Regions from separate parts of the Mus musculus genome. Here region 1 is linked to region 2. The links are chromatin contacts, called in public Hi-C maps. All regions are on one chromosome and are shown on one strand. The core of a region is the stretch at or near the end of the contact, and the rest is flanking DNA. Distances in the headings are between cores, read along the strand shown.

Evidence for each region. Hi-C and Micro-C count contacts between places; a contact is called where the count stands out from the background.
Region 1: a Hi-C map of B cells shows a contact between it and region 2, with 6 read pairs. The contact joins the promoter of Trim59 here to the promoter of Serp1 in region 2. A contact is called at or near these places in 1 of 39 promoter capture datasets (cranial neural crest) and 1 of 484 Hi-C or Micro-C datasets (B cells).

The regions. Positions count from the first base shown.
Region 1 is chr3:69,043,315-69,047,086 of GRCm38.p6, reverse strand. Trim59 (tripartite motif-containing 59) reads left to right here and starts at 2,345. Exons shown (of 3, transcript NM_025863.3): 1 at 2,345-2,474; 2 at 3,245-3,319.
Region 2 is chr3:58,523,444-58,527,248 of GRCm38.p6, reverse strand. It overlaps Serp1 (stress-associated endoplasmic reticulum protein 1), which reads left to right and starts at 1,365. Exons shown (of 3, transcript NM_030685.3): 1 at 1,365-1,839; 2 at 2,091-2,166; 3 at 3,381-3,805. The coding sequence starts at 1,756. The coding sequence ends at 3,421. It overlaps Eif2a (eukaryotic translation initiation factor 2A), which reads right to left and starts at 1,428. Exons shown (of 14, transcript NM_001005509.2): 1 at 1,163-1,428. The coding sequence starts at 1,190.

The DNA of each region.
Region 1 (3,772 bases), core at 1,096-3,595, about 11 Mb before region 2:
TCCCAACCTCGTGGCCCAGGCTGTCCTCAAACTCATGGTATAGACTATGCTGGCCTCTAAATTGCAGGGATCCTCCTGCTTTAGCACTAGAGGTTTGACCACATTTGACGTGGAATACATTCTTTTTGTTGGTAGTGTGTGTGTGTGTGTGTGTGTGTTTCTAGACAGGGTTTCTCTGTGTGGCCTTGACTGTCCTAGAACTAGGTCTGTAGACTAGACTGTCTACTAACTCCTGAGAACCAACACTTCTGCCCCCAGAAGCTGAGATTAAGACTGTATGCCATGACTGTCTGGCATGAAACCCATTTGCTGGGTTACAGTTTGTGCTAATTCTCACAGAGTGAAGGGCTGCCTCAAGTTAGGTGGGGTTGGTATGCGGATGACTACAGCTGAAATCACTTGAGGAACTCTGACGTTAGCCAGGACCAGCGGGCCTGCATTTTCCTGTCTGCAGCAAACAGATTCTTGTGGGAAGACTCTCCTTCAGATAAGAAAACCAGAAAGTATCCTTGCTGGCCAGAGACTTAGATGGGGCTACAATGAACGTTTCCTAACAAGCTCCTTGAAGTAATCCTTAGCTTCTACTAGCTTCTGTCTGTCCCCATCTTTTTAGTATCTTTTAGTAACAGCCCTAGAACTTGCCTTCTAATACAAATATATGTTCGCTCTGTAATTCCTCAAGAGTTTATTGTTCTTATCTAAGACAGTATACAAGCTTCTACTGTTTTTATTTTTATTTTTTATGTGTACGAGTGATTGTCAGTGTAAGTATATGCCATCTGTGTGTGTCTGCAGAGCCAGTCAAGAGTGAGCTTAGATCCCCTGGAGCGGGAGTTACAGGCAGTTGTGAGGGGTCCACAGTCATGCTGGGAACTGAATTTGAGAATAGTAAGTGCTCTTAACTGCTGTTACCTCTGGTCAGTTAAAAACAAATAAAACCCCGTTTATCTATTTCTTTAATGTGTGGTTTGTAACGTGCATGCATGCGTACATCACATCCTTGCTTAGTGATCTGGGAGGCTAGAAGAGAGCATCAGATTCCCGTGCAACAGTTGTGAGCTGCTGTGTGGGTCTTCTGGAAGAACAGCCAGCGCTGACTTTCTGTTTCAAAGCTCAAGACAAAAAGTTTTCAAGCAAGGAGTCTGAGGAGCGCCAAGAAGATGTTAATGTGCGCTCAGCGGTTTGGCTTTTCCATGGTGGGAACTGAACACGCCAGGCGAGCACTGGAACTGAGCTACACCCCCAGCTCAGAAGTCACATTTCTGTTCATCATCTTTCCGATATTATACCTGTAACAAAACCACGTATTTCCCATCCTTTATCCCGTTTCTCAATACTCTATCACAAAGGGAGTATTGGGAGTGTGTATATCGTAATGGAAGACACCCAAAGCAGCTGATTTTTTTTTTTCAGCCCAAAGTTTTCGAAGGCTGACGCCCCAACACATGAGGTTTTTAGGTTTACGACTTTTACGCTTTGGTGCCTGTATTTGAATTGTAATTTCTAGTCTTTCTTTTCCAGACCAACACTATCATCTATAGAGCGCATGAATAACAGTTCATAAATCCTGAGTAGCGCTGCCGGTCAGCGTGGAGCTGCCTTAGTGCTAAGGCTCCTCTTCTCTGCCCCTTCCCCATGTTTGGTTACAGAACTTTCTGGCAGGGTCGGGCACTCTATGGACCTGTAAAGCACACTCCTTGAAGGCACAATCCATTTTCCTTCCTCTACGCCCCCTCTTTCCATCTTGTCTCCGAGGTCAAGTCTTGCTGTGAGTCTTAGGCTGACTTGGAATCTGCTCTGTAGCTCACACCGGCCGGGAGCGGAGAGCGGTCTGAGCTCTGGAATGGCGTTTCTCCGAGAAAGTGAAAAGCCACTACTGTGTTTTCTGACCCAGCGTGTTAGAGAGGACAGGGAGGACACAGATGAAGGCTTAGGCGCGCCTAAGTTGGAGGACCGGAGCCTCACGGGGGCGGGCGAGCGCGCCGAGCCCTCCAGCCGGTGACTGAACAAGGAACCTGTGAGGTAACAATGGAAGAAGCCTGCGCGCCGCCAGCTCCAGAACCATCCCGTGCGGGCGTGGTCCTAAGTAATAAGCAGTCCCTCAGCCAGCCGCCTCCAGAAGCCGCCGGGTCACCCGCGCATCCCCGCCCTCGCGAGGTCCTGGCGCCAGCCCTTCCCCCCCAAGGCGCGACCCCTGCCGCCCGTGCGCTTTCCGCGCCGCGCGCTAGTGCGCAGGCGCCTGGCCCTCGGCCGTTGGTGTTCAAAGGCCGCCCGCGCTCTCTCATTGGCGGAGGCGGCGCGGTTGAAAGTCGCTGCGGCGCCGCCGGCCCCGCCCCCGCCGGGCACCTGAAGACTCGGGCGAGCGCCTCGCAGTGTCCGCACCAGGCTGCCCGGGAGCCCTCGCCGTGCGCGCCGTCGCCCGCCTCGCCCGCCTCGCCCGCCTCGCCCGCCTCGCCCGCCTCGCCCGCCTCGCGGTGAGTACGCGGCTCCGCCGGGGAGGCGGCTCGCTGCCCCTCTTTCTCGAGCGCCCGCGGCCCCGGTGCGTTCGCCGCCGACTTGAGGATGGGGAGGCGGGCTGGGCTCCGGAGGGCGTGCGCTCGCCTCTCCTCGCTTCGCGCGCTCGCGGGTGGAGCAGCGGCGCTCCGAGCTACCGGCGGGATTGAGGTCGTAAGGGCCGGTAGGTGAGCCTAGCAGATCCCGCAGCACCGCGCGGGGCGAGTGAGCCCTGGGCATCCTGGACAAGAGGGTGTGACTGCCATCTTTGAGCCACTTCTTTGTTTGGAGTTCACGTAGGACTTATGCCCATTGTACAGATGTGAACCTTCATAGGTAAAACTGAGGCCTGCAGCGTTTCGGAGACCACCCAATGTGTTGATGGGAATAATTTAACGTAGTTTCGAGCTGGGGATATCTACGCGCGAGGATATTTCTAGTCGTCTTGCTGAGTTTAAATAAAACTTTGAAGCGGGGCATGAACGTGCACGCCTGTAACCCCAGCATGGGGGCAGACAGAGGCAGCAAGCTCTCCTGTGCGTTCCAGGTCGTCAGTGAGGACTACAAAATTAGTCTCAAAAAACCCACCAAACCAAACTATGAGTGTTTAGTTCCCATCATTGGTTAATCTTGTCCAGAGTCAGAGATTCGTTATGTTGTAAAAAGTCCTTTGTGTGGAAATGGTTGGGACTTTAAAGATGAAATATTTACTGCAGGCAAAATCTGAAACATTAAATTGTTTTACTTTTAGAATAACAAAGGATCCTGGAAAAGTTGGAGAAGATAAAGTACACCCAGTGTCCAGATCAGGAGATTGACAGACCAGGTAAGCTCTGGGAAGTTAACTGGATACGAAGAAACATCAGGATATTAGAGTGTGTGATTCCTGGGCTATGATGAAAGATTGAAAAATCTCTTGAAAAAAAGATGTATATTGGAAGTGTATAAAATTTTAACCATCTTATGGAGGAAGCATAAAGTGAGAAATGACCTAATCTAAAAGGTATTCAGTTTTTTGTTTGATTCTCCCCCCCCCCCCAAAAAAAAAAAAAAAACCAAAAAACAAAAAACCATGGTTTCTCTGTGTAGCCCTGGCTGTCCTGGATAATTGCTCTGTTGACCAGGATGGTCTTTAACTCAGAGATTCCTCTGCCTCCCAAGTGCTGGAGCCAAAGCCATCACTGCCTGGCTAAAAGATTTTCACTTTTATCTAACAGACATTTTATAAGCATGTGTGGACGTCTTAAGTCATGCACACAAAATGGTATTGCCTTACACG
Region 2 (3,805 bases), core at 116-2,615:
TGTCAGGGGGCTGGAGGATGGCTCAGCATTAAGAGTACTTGCTTCTCTTAAGAAGAAATAAATAGAGTTCTCAGCACTCATCTAAGGTGAGGCTCACAACTCTAACTCCAGCCCCAGGGAAGCCCACACCCTCTTCTGGGCCTCTTAAGGCCTGTACTCCTGTGCACACGCTCAGATACAGACGCATAAATAAATAAATAAATAATCTAAACAAAAGAAAACAATCTCAACTATCTGGCAGTGTTTAGAAGATTGCAACTAGCACCTCATAACTATCTGGCGAATAAATTATGATAGTCTATCTGAACAGGATAAGCATGGCTCTTAAAAATGTATATTCCTAGACTGGCAGAAGTATAAAAGCTTTGCCGTGTCTCAGGAGGACATAACTTCCAATTCTCAAAAATAAGACATTCGTCCTAATGATGCTATCTTTCTTCTTACATTGTTATCAACGATTTTTTTCTTTCCCACTTCTTTTCTACTTGAATCTTTTGTTTATTCAAACTTACATACCCAAGCCATAACATAGTATAGCACCTTTCCCAGTGTTGTCCAAGTTTGTTGTTGTTGTTTAAGCACCACAATATGTGTCAGCTTTAAATTCCTAGCGTCTTCTCATGTTCTACTTCTTAAATACTGTCTCACAGCTGTTTCAATCGAAAACATTAGACTATCATTATCCTGCTCACTGTCGCCACCTTAAGCCACATCTTCAGCATGAAACCTAACCTACACTAGCAATGTCTTGCTCCCTATCAACTCCCACAAACCTCATAACAATAAGGGAGCATATAATTTTTAATAATACTTAAGTTCAGATGAATTCGGTGTGAAGAGTCTTGTTTCTTCTATTAAGAAGGGTCCAAGCAACACCCGGCATTGCAGACCACAGGTCACACATCAAACTAATACTTTCTGTTACCTGTCTATTCCTATGGAAGATGAAGAACGATGGATGGATAACTGGGAGGAGGGACTACTGGGGACGGAGACTTCACTTCCCATTGGGATGCTATTACCAAATAAACTAAAAGACAGTTTGGTCCTTCCAGGAGGAAAGGCAAGACGGACTTCCAAGGCTTGCTAAGGAATTCTCCAGCGCGAAGACACAGAAAGAAATCACCGTAAAGGAAGAGTCTCTCGCTCTTTTGGAACTCACCTGTCAACAGCGGTGTGGACGGCGCCATCTTGTCCCGGAAAGAGAAACCCACGCGCTGGGGTGAGAGTTCAAGAAAGGCCGAACCCGGCCTCTACACGTCTCCCCAAGCGCAAAGTCTGCGAGTCGGTGTTTCCGGCGCCGCCAGCCTCGGGGCCAATCCACGTCTGGTTCCCGAGCGCGCACGCGCAGCTCTGGCTCCTCGTTTTCCGGAGCGGGGAAGAGCCTGGCTGCGGTGGCGGCCGGCGCTCGCCCTCCCTCTCCGGAGCGGGCGGAGTCCACACTTCCGCGGGGCGGGGTCTGCCCAGTGCTGACGTTGGCAGCCGAACCCGAACTAGTTCGAGGTTGCCGGTTGCACTGTCCGGTGGTTGGACTCTTGCCTCTCGGCCCTGCGGCCCGCTCTCCCCGGCACGCCGCCCCAAAGGCTGCTCAGACCGCCGCGATCGGCGGCTGCCGGTGTTCCAGCGCTCCGCGTCCCGGCCCAGTGGCTGTAGACGGCGTAGGCACCGCGATCAGAGCCGAGCCTCCCTCCCGGTGGCCCGGGACCGGCGAGCGAGCGAGTCCGAGAGGTTCTTGGGGCAGGTGGCGCTGCGAAAATGGTCGCCAAGCAGAGGATCCGTATGGCCAACGAGAAGCACAGCAAGAACATAACTCAGCGCGGCAACGTCGCTAAGACCTCGGTAAGGGAAAGTGGGCACCCCGCTCCATGTCGTGGCCGGGAGCCGAGGCCCGCGCCCCGCGCCCGGCCGGGGCCGCGGCGAGTTCTCCCCAGACCCGCCTGACTCCGGACTCCCGCTGCGGTGGAATCTGGGGTGGGGGGAGAGATCTGTGAGTCGGCCGGCCGGCCACCTGGCCTGGGGTGCAGGCCTTGGGAGCCCGGGATCCGAGAGTGCTTTCTCTGCATTTGAAACCGGGTTTTTTCTTTTTGCAGAGAAATGCCCCCGAAGAAAAGGCGTCGGTAGGACCCTGGTTATTGGCCCTCTTCATTTTTGTTGTCTGTGGCTCTGGTAAGTGTTTGGGGGGCTCTCGCGGTTTGGAATGACGTGGATGAGTGGCGAGTCCTACCTACCCGCGTGGTTCTCAACCCACCTGCTAAGAGAATTGTTTCTAGTGAACTGGATAACTTGTACCACAGAGGGTGGTGCCCCAGAAATTTCTCTTACCTTGATTTATGCTCATTGAAGATCAAAAAGAGAGAGAGAGAGAAATTAGATCTTCCTAATGATCCCTTAGAAGAAATTAAGCACCAAATATCTCTGATTTGCATTGTAACTTTATTATCGATAGTGTTGCAAAAAACTTAGCGAACATCGTGAACATCTGGATACTAGAACAGGACTGAACGATACCAGTACCTAAGGTCTCTATGTCAAAAACTAAGTATATAAAGTAAGGGTAGTACAAAGAATTGATTTTCTGTAGAGGAAACATACCTGCTGGGATATTTAATGTATGAGACAAGTGTTTTCAGGTAAGATTAGTTATTAAGACAGCCTGGTTTTAAGATGATAGACTCTTGCCCCTGCGGATGGATGTATTACAGACTGTCCTCCTGCTCTGCCTGCTGCTTTAATAGACAAGCTGCTGTTATTGAGACAGATGCTTTTATTTGCCGCATTCTACAGTTCCTGAGATTTTCATTTAACATTTCACTTTGCCTTTTTTCTAAACTTAACAACCGGAAGCTTTCTTGATATGTGGCCAAGAGCCAACCAGTTTATGTAACACAAAAAGATTATTGAATTTCAGCTGTGTGAGAATGAAGAAATGTGCATGTGTTAGGAAACCAGGCCTTTAAGGATATGTTGGAAATAAATTAATAGTAGGAAAAACGTGTTTGTTTTGGTGCTTTCAAGTTATTGCTAAAATAATTTCACATCTGGAATATCTCTTGTACATCTTATAGGTAAAAGTCAAGGAGCTGCAATTAAGGAAATAATTTGAGTTCGATGTGAAGCTCAGCTGCAGCGTATTTACCTATCATGCATCAGGCCCTCCCCGGGTCCCATCCCCAGTACCACGAGATAATAATCACTTCAAGGCATTGAATTGTTTAATTATGATAAACCTGCTTCACTTTTTTATTAGCGTAAAGTTAGATTAGCATTTGTAACTGACTGTACGATCACGCTGGAGTCTGCAGCTGCTGTAAATAGATGACTTTTAGTTGAGAGGCCTGTTTTCTTCAACTTGTTTTAATATTTGCTCTTTCTCTTCACAGCAATTTTCCAGATTATTCAAAGTATCAGGATGGGCATGTGAAGTGACTGACCTTGAGATCTTTCCATTCTCCTGTGAATTTTAACTTGAACTCATTCCTGATGTTCGATGCCCTAGTTAAAAACCATTGAGTAAATCGGCCTGCCTCAGAATGACTTTTCATATCCGCCTTCATGTGTCATTCCAAGGTGTCTTCAAGAGTCATTCCAGGTTTGCTAGTCCATGCCACAGTGCCTTGCAAAAGCACCACATGAATAAAGCAATAAAATTTGATTATTAAGTTCCAGTAGTAGACCATACTTATTCAGTACAGAATGAGTTTTATATGGTTATTAAAACATGACTAATTAGATTAAATCTGTGTAGACAGGGTATAGATTTTGTTAACCCTAATGTGTAAATGCAATTAGCTTAAATTTTGGAATC